Linked DNA regions of Triticum aestivum: region 1 is linked to region 2. The links are chromatin contacts, called in public Hi-C maps. All regions are on one chromosome and are shown on one strand. The core of a region is the stretch at or near the end of the contact, and the rest is flanking DNA. Distances in the headings are between cores, read along the strand shown.

Region 1 (4,532 bases), core at 435-2,934, 540 kb after region 2:
TTACAACCCGGTGCAAACAACGTGGAGCTGCTGACATTGACAGTGTCCCTCGCCCGCCACCACTTGTGACGCCTCCACATCCGCCCTGGACGCGATCTCCTCAACCATGTGCTCGGGCTCAACCTCGTTGACGCGAAGTCGCCACCTCTCACACAGTGACGGAGACAGGGGGACCAGCAGGGGATCTCCCCCCCCTCCCCCACTAACATCTGGGGTTTAGTGCATAGAGTGGATAAATAGTGATTATTTGCTGCTAAAAAATAGTTTTTCAATGGTTTGCCCTTCCCTAATCAGTTTTAACAGCACTTGGCCTTAGTGATACATTTTTTTTCTGGCTCCACCACTGCTCTCGTAGCGGATAACGTAGGCGTTGCGCATGGACTTGTACAACGCCGCTGCTCATCCACAGTGCCTCGGACTCTCCACGGCCATTGTCGGGAGGCCTCCTCGTTTGCCTAATCGTCGGTTATCTGGCCTTCGTGAGCTAGTGCTTCTCGAGGAGCTGCAGGTTGTACCGCCGCTCCTCCTGCATCATCCGAAATGCGGAGATCAGCGGTGCCGCCTGTTCCTCCTGCTCTACCACCACCAGGATGTTGCCGTAAGCGCACATGCGCTTGCGACATGGTGAACCCGCATGACCGGCGTGAGCACCTGGTCCTCATCAGATGCCTCCTCCATCATTCGGTCCTTGTCGTCCGAGCTTTCCTCTAGTGAGCTCGCATGAAGGCCCGCGTTTATGTGGCGCACACGCCGGGCCTGCCAACAGTGCACAAGGTCCGCGATCTCGTGTCGGTGCAGCGGTAAGAGCTTCTTTGACCACCCACGGATGGTACCGAGCATTGTGTCGACGGTCGCGGAAGAAGGTGGATGAGAAGCGGTGGTGCGCCGGCGGGCAAACTAGGGGAGATGGGGCTCGGAGGAGGTGCAGTTTGTGCCGCGGACGACCATCCTTAAATAGCGGGCGCCGGGCAGACCGAAGGCGGTTTGAATGTGGGCGTCTGGAGTGGGTTTCTCGTCTGCCGCGCAGGTTGAATACCGGGCAGGTAGATGGACGACCAACGATAGTTTGAATACGGTAGGAAGTCGTCCCATCGGTTTGTCCGTTCACTTCTTTCTGAACCGGCATTAACGTGGCTTGTAGAGCAAGCGGAGACGCCGTGAGCGGCGGACCAGTGTGAGTTTCTGGACTACTGTGCCGATTGAATGTCACGCCCGTTCAGCTAGCGTGCGGCAGTGGTTGGTCACGTCTGCTCTGGACGGACAAGAATGAGCGCCAAGAGCGGATGGACATCTAGAGTGGAAGGTGCGAGGAGGGATATGGGTGGGGCTGTGTAGACGGAGGCGAGCATTTGGATCATTTGCCCCATTTTACATGGGGTTTGATAATTCGCCCCAGGGTTATCTCAATGGCGAGTGGCCTCGGCTCCACCCGTAATCTGGTGGGTCGGGGGGGGGGGGCAAATGATCAAAGTTAGAAGTAAAGTGAGGCAAACAAAAAATCCAAATTCTCAGTCGGAGGCTTACGTAGCACGAGTTACGCCCACAAATTTTCCGCTGGTTTGATATCAGTTTGTAGGATTTTGAACGTTAAGACGCGCTCATGGATATTTAAGATATGATGGATAATAGCGGTGCGGACGTTTTATGGGAGGTTTGATGTACACGTTGCATATATAACAGTGTTAAAGATAATATATATAGTGTATTAAAATCGTCCCTCCTCGTGCGCCTCATTTTCCTCTCCACTTCGTGGCGGAGTGGTGTCCTCTTCCCAGGCAAGCCAAGCCAGCTGAGCCGAAGCTGCAGTTGCGAATCAGAGAAGTCACCGGCCTCCCCTCCTCTCTCTTCTCCACGCCCCGAGAAATCAAAAGCCCACGTGAGGTACCCCTTGCTTGCCAAACTCCCACTCCCCCGCATCCACTCATTTCGCCCCTCTGTTCCGCCGAATCCTTTTTCGTTTCTTCCGGAATCTGATGCTTGATTCCGCCGGCTCGCAGCGCCTTGGGTGAAACTGATTTACCGAAGGTGTAGTTTTTGGGATTCTGCATGTTTGCTGCATCTCTTTCCGGTAGATGCTCAGGCAGTCTTGTTGGACAAAATTCATGATTTTGCCTTAATTGACGATATGGTTCTTTTCTACCCTGATATATGTTTCTGATGATTTCTTGACTAACTCATTCGGGACAACCTGTAGTTATTCCTTCTGAAAGAAAGTGTTTAGCTGATACGTAGTAACCATGTGGAGCCAGGCCATTACTTATTTTGTTGGAAACTGGGAAGATCTTGTATAATTTAGGGCCTTCTCGTTATTGTCTCTACCTTGCACTTGTGGTTAGAATGACATTTCATTGTGTTCCATATTTGTTTCATACTAATAATGGCAAGGTACTACACACAGGGCCTTTTTGATTGTCCAATGGCGATGATGATGGCTGATCTTAGCTTTTCAGCGTCTATATCGAATGCCAAGCTACCAAGGTATGGAAATGACTCTTCCTTGGTTAAGAGATCTTCAATGTTCCGAGCAGAAGCCCGGTCCACGGATTCGGAGAAATATACTACCAATGGCTGGTCGAGGAAGATGGTTCCCACAACCGAATTGATGAGGAGCAAGGGCGGTGGCCGTGCAAGAACAGATACAGTTAATGGTTCTCTGAATGGAGCTGTCAATGGCTCGACCAAGGCGGTCATCAATGGTTCTACAAATGGCGTTGTCAACGGTTCGACCAGAGCAGTCATTAACGGTTCTCCAAAGGCGGTTGTTACCGGGACCAGTTTGGTGAATGGCAGCAACATGTCTGCTCTAGTTAAGACCCAGAAGCAAATGAGTGCTAGAGATGATCCCTTTGAAGAGGAGCTCAAGGTTTTGCCATCTGATGAGGGATTCAGTTGGGCAAAGGCTAACTACAACTCTGTGCAGAGGAGTATAGATATCTGGTCTTTCGTGCTTTCTCTTCGAATACGTATTTTATTCGACAATGCAAAATGGGCCTATCCAGGTGGATTCTCAGAGGAAAATCAGGTACATTAACAATGAAATGGCTAAGCAATTTAACCAGTAATTCTATAAGTTCAGTCAAGTCAGGAAATGAAAAATATTGTAAGCTGCCATTTCCTTGAAATCCCCAATGTGAAGGTGGTCTTAAAGTCTGTTGTTAGCACATGAGAATTTTGCTTTAGTAATGGTGCAAAACCACATCAGTTTTAACTGCTGAAATGGGTGTATTCCTGTTTTACTGCACATGTTAACTGGAACCGCCTTTGAATTCGCAGAAAATCCGGAGGAGAAACACTGCATCATGGTTAAGAGAACAAGTATTGCAGCTTGGCCCAACTTTTATCAAGCTTGGACAGCTATCCTCCACAAGATCTGATTTGTTCCCAAAAGAATTCGTTGACGAGCTTGCAAAATTGCAGGTATTCATTCTTTGTCTAGGAAATTTTGGTGAAGGCTTCCTTTCTTTATCTCCTCTCTTCTGTTAAACTAGAATTATCTCTTTCTCCCAAAGGATTATTCCTGTTTACTGGCTGTAGTAGTTTGTTACATGGTGTATTTCTTTAACAAAATAGTAAACATGCACCATGTACCTTTTGCTTTTCTGCAGGACAGAGTACCTGCATTTTCTCCTGAGAAGGCAAAGGCTTTCATAGAGAAGGAAATGAGGTGCTCAGTTGATGTTGCGTTCAAAGAATTTGAGGACCGTCCAATAGCTGCTGCTAGTCTTGGTCAGGTGCTTAGTTCCTACATTATCCAGCATATACATTTTCCCTACTCATTGACAATTCAGGCAGCGTCATATTATATCATTATTAGTATTTAAGAAGAATATAAAATATACATATTTTTCCTTTCATGCTAGTTAAACTATTTAATTACCATATACAGTGTTCTTATTTTCATATGTAAAATGTTTGCCTATAATTTGTGCCAGTTTATATCTGATGTCTTTGTCTTCTACTGTGACATACTGATGATACTACACCATTGAGATTAGTGGTCATATTTGTCTAATGTCAGTCTTTATGATCTTTATGCTGTGTTTCTTCAAATTGTACTTACAAATTCCCGTGATATCAATTTTCAGGTACATCGTGCGGTGCTTCATAATGGAGAGAGAGTTGCAGTGAAAGTTCAGCGACCAGGGCTCAGAAAACTTTTTGATATTGACCTAAGTAAGAGACATGTGTTATTGGTGTTCTTAAGTAGAGAACTATTGCTTATTTAACAAACAGAACAAATAACTCACATATATGTTGTTGGTGTTCTTAAATCAAAAACTATTGCTTATTTAACAAACGAAACTAATATAAGTTGAGATGATTTGTTTATTATTCTTGAAAATATAGTGGTTACTATTCTAATTAGTTCCATACTTCCAGTGAATTTGATAGTAATTTTATCTTTTATACATACAGAAATAGGTGAAATTAAGAACTTATGTGTTTCTTCTTTTTAAAGTTTTTCCTCTCATTTCTTGCATAAGTTTATAAAAGTTACAATTATTTCCTGTTTATTATTTACCCAAACTGTT
Region 2 (4,725 bases), core at 1,624-4,123:
AGCACAATCACTGACAAATCAATAAAAGATCTCCACGGCAGATTAATGAGGAGACCGCATGATTACAAACACAATCATTCAGAGAACACAATAACTGTTTGATGGCAACATCAGAAACTACAATACATGTGTTCTATTCCACTTTTTGAACAGGTAACTATTTGCCTGAACTAGAGAATTATTTCATTAAACAGTATGTCAAAGATGTAGAAGAAAGTACCATCTTGGGTAAGATCATCAAAGATCGACATGATTTCTGTCTTCAAATGGCTCTGTTCAACAGTGGCAGCAAACTTCCCAAGATTTGATGCAGCTGCCCTTCTGACCATAGGCATGTCATCTTGGCATAACTGGCCATAAATAGTCCTCAGTTCTGTTTTCAACGGATCGGTGGCACTTGGATAGGCTATATGGAAAAGACCACAGGATGATACTCGAGCTGTAAACCACTCACCAGCCGCTAGCCTCTGAAAAGAGTAAAGACTGGTTGAACGAACAGGCATAAAGATATCAACAGAAAATAAAACTGCATTGCTACATTTATCTAAGTACTCTCTCTGTAAAGAAATATATCTAAAAAGTCTTATATTTCTTTACAGAGTACAGCAGTATTTCCAATTAACAGCCATATGTTGGAGCAAGTCACTATACAGAAGAATACAATGCAAACGCAGTTACCTAAAAGGCAAGAAGTAGAAATATCATGCAAACATATATATTACAGAAGGCATATAATGATGAGGTCAAGGAGTGCCACAAATATTTGACAACAATCAATTGAATGTCTCACTGTATAAATGCATTACCTTTACTACTGCAATGAAATAGTCAACAATGTCATTTTCTTTCATCTGTGCACCAATACGGCACAACGACTCAACTGCTTTGTCTCGGACACAAGTTTCCTCCACCGTAGACAATGTCTCCAATGGTGGGAGCAAAACATGAGCATGCTCTACACCCCCAACATAAGGAATGAACACACCCAATTCTTCAGCCATTGCAAGAAGCACCTCATCTTCATCATCATTGTTTTCGCTGAGGAAAGGAATCAGTTCCTTCCTGGTTCTTTCTTCTCCAAGTGCCCGTGCAATAGTGGAAAGTCTTCTGATGGAGTTCAGGCGCAATTGAATATCTTCATTTTTAAGCTCATCTATCAGCACGGCAATTGGATAGAGAGGCTCATCGACCATAGCCATCAGGCTAATCAGTTACTTCTACAACTGCAAATCAAGACAGAAGATTAGGACAGTGTGACCACTAGAACTGAGTACGCGCACACACAGATGTGTCCTGTAGTACAAAATATGTTGCATGATCAAAGGCAAGAGGAAGTGAGAATGGCAGAGTGGTGTTTCAATGAGAGATCAACCAAATCTCCTCCCTTAAAAGGATTTAGATATGTCAACCTATTACAACCATAGTTTCAAGATAGACAAATTTCAAGACATCCATACAACTCCAATACATACGACCATTGGTTTCACAGCAACATATTAATACAAAAGTGAGAATTACGGAAGACGCATAAAATTTCAGGGGCACTTCCATGAAATCAATCACTATTTAATATGACTGCAAAGATTTCATTGATATCAGAGGTCAAAGTTTAGAAAGGCAGCACACTGAAACACATGACTGATTTAACTTGCACGATCAGTTAAATGTGGATTCATTGCCGTGCTGGACATGATCACTGAAGGAAAAGAAATCAAAGTCTCGTACAGCACAACAAATTTAAGAGGTCAAAGAAAGATGCAAGTTATTTGTTGACTTTCAAATAGCATATGCTTTACACAACCCAAACAGCAAAAGCATTGTTTTCCTAATAAATTATTTGTTGACTTTCCCCAAGTGTCAAAGAAAGATGCAAGTTATTGTCTACAAATGGTTTCAGGGGCAAACAATCATAATCTTTGCAGCATTCCCAAGGTTGCAATCATTCTTTTCCCATCAACAGATCTACAAGCAAGGATCAGAACATACAGCTTATGTTGGTTGTGCCAGTGGACCAAAGCAAGTCGTATGAAACTACAGAAATCTCCATAATATCCGGTACAGTTTCTACATTACATGCTTTCAAATTGTCGCCGTTCTAACAAACATACAACATAGTAAGCACAGCATGTTTGTGTGTGTGTGTGTGTGTGGGGGGGGGGGAGCATAACTTAAAAATCGTGTATTTCTAGAACTTCCTGGTACGAGTGCACCATCTGAGACCAAGCGAAACGAAAGAGTGCGGTACAACCACGACGCATAGCTAGGGCAAAACAACGATCCAAGCAACAAGCCACAAACGTATCAGCTCTCCCAACCATCCCACATCCTGCTTGTCTAAAAAAATCATCCCACATCCAAATTACCCAGACAGACTGCCCAGATCCGTCCCAATCTGGGCGAGATCAGCGCAACCCCACAGAAATGGCGCAGATCTGGGCGGAGGAACCACGGATACACAAGGAAAAGCTTGATCGACGCCGGAAGGCCGCCGTACAGATTCTAATTTCCGACACCCGGACCGGGACAGTGGAGCGGATGCGCCGGGCCAGGGCGACGGGGGCGAGCCGACCCGGCTCAGACCGCAGATCTAACGACGGGGAGAAGAAGGGGCGGAGCAGATGGGGGCGAGGGATCTCACCTGACGGGATCAGAGCGGGTCCCCGCGGTGGCAGCGGCGGCGAAGGGGGTGAGGAGCTGAGGAGGTCGCGAGGCGTCGCCGGTAAGATTGTGTCTGGACGCGGTGGATGGAATGGGACGGAGAGCCGGAGAACGAGGTAAAGGCACCACACGGGATTGGGCTGGGCCGGGTGGTGGAACGACCTTTTCTGCACTCGCCTCGCTGAAACTGGTGGAATGATTTATTTATTTATTTTACAGAGATGAAAAAGTTGGGATTTGTAGGTTCATACGCCCCCCTCCCCACACACACACAGCCGGTTTTCCTCCCCTCCCATGGCGCAATCTCTCTCCCACCATCGATTTGTTTTGGCAGACCGATACCCTCTTGTATGAAAAATATCTCCTACCTCCTTCCGTTTCTTTTCTCCTCCCGATCCCATGAGCTGGCTAGGTCAACAACTCTCGCTTGCATGCAGAAGCCGCCACGCTCCTGCCCCCACGCGATCATCGAGACCCTCCCACCCAGCATGCCACCACCTTCGCCCTACCATGGTGCCATTGCCACCCTCCCTATTGTGTGTTGTCGCCGCCACCATCCCGCCGGCATGCGACCTTACCCTTCAACTGACCTAACATCATTAACCGGAGACCATCGTGTCTCGACGGCAAAATTGTAGGAGTAACCGGTCCTGATTGCACAACCTTTTGAATAAGAGTAGGACCAGGTAGATTAAGAAGTTCGCTGACGGGAAGAGTTGGATTGTGTGGTACCACCATTCAATTGCGACATTCTTTTATTTTTTAGGAGGAAACGACAGGAGAGGCTCCTATTGTATTTAATAACAAAAGATATTAATGTTACATATTTACAAGAGGGGCGCCACTTGTTCGTTGTTTTGCCTCGGTTGCTCTTAACGTGTTCCTACCTTCTGTCATGCGATGTCAAAGGCGTTCCAGGAGGCGTTGCGCATGATAGAACGTTGGCGAGTCACAGGTGCACCACGTCATCATGGTCTCCAACAGTACCACATGGTACGTTGAGGTTCACGTATCATTAACAAGTTGAAGATGAAGTTGTGTGCGTCATAAATTGGAGCGGCTCGTGATTTTGTATGTTGACCCTTCCTTGTAGGTACTTCTTAAGCTGGAGGACAACATATTAGTCAAGACATTAGGAATCTCCATTGATGTTTTATCTCTTGTGTGCACTTATTTGTTTGCTCCAATTCTATATATTCTCGCGAGTAGATGAGGTGCAAGCATGTGCAATGTAGTTCCTTTTTCTGCATCTATTCTTCTCATTCCAATTTATGCAGCTAGTGTTATAAAACCCCATGAAAGAAGAGGTGGTTTATGCGGCATGATGATGGTTGTATGTTGTCGTGGAGAAATTAAAGGTGCATGCATGTTGACTGCAAGGATTGGTAGAAGTAAAGAGTAGCAGTGCTAACTAATGTTGTTTTTTGATTTGTTTGTGATTAGCTTGGTAGTACAACCAGTGTTCTCAAAAAGATAAGTAATTGTAAAGGTAAAAATATATGCAGTTTGGCCTCAAATGGCACATTTAGATTTGTATAATGATTTCTCTTTCAACGTGTTTGGTTGGGGGGTTAAAGATTGGAAATGAGAGTTTAAGGTACATGAAAATTAAAACCCTTTGATTGGCTCAGGGATATGGGAATTGAGGAGGGAAGGGTGGGAATTAAGAGGTCCAACTACCCAAGATCTCTTCCTAGGGGACCCCTAATACTTGATGTGAGGATTGGGAATTGATAGAAAAAATAACGGTTTGTACGTGCGCGACGGAATTAACAGACTACGGATCCCTTATCTCCCATCGGACTAGCCCGGGGAAGTATAGTAGTCGTCCTATCTGCCAATATGACCCACACATGATTTGTTAGCTTGGTTAGTCAATTAATTGCTTCTTGTAACAACTTCCCCTAAATACGTTTATCGCCTTCACTGACTCTGGCCCTTTACTTCCTTGATTGCTTCCTAGTATGTAACAGATGTATCAGAATGGTTCTCTGCCATGTGATTGGAATTATTATTAATATTTAGGATATTTTTTAGGAGCTATTTGTTTTCTGCTTTTTCTGGTAA

What was found. Hi-C and Micro-C count contacts between places; a contact is called where the count stands out from the background.
Region 1: a contact with region 2 is called in a Hi-C map of leaf, with 7 times the contacts expected there. The contact joins the promoter of LOC123103359 here to the promoter of LOC123103357 in region 2. A contact is called at or near these places in 2 of 5 Hi-C or Micro-C datasets (both in leaf).

Annotation. Positions count from the first base shown.
Region 1 is chr5A:359,383,288-359,387,819 of IWGSC CS RefSeq v2.1, forward strand. LOC123103359 (protein ACTIVITY OF BC1 COMPLEX KINASE 7, chloroplastic) reads left to right here and starts at 1,685. Exons shown (of 18, transcript XM_044524918.1): 1 at 1,685-1,881; 2 at 2,399-3,022; 3 at 3,274-3,417; 4 at 3,606-3,731; 5 at 4,086-4,173. The coding sequence starts at 2,417.
Region 2 is chr5A:358,837,316-358,842,040 of IWGSC CS RefSeq v2.1, forward strand. LOC123103357 (serine/threonine-protein phosphatase 2A 65 kDa regulatory subunit A beta isoform) reads right to left here and starts at 2,874. Exons shown (of 13, transcript XM_044524914.1): 1 at 2,639-2,874; 2 at 807-1,223; 3 at 221-467. The coding sequence starts at 1,199.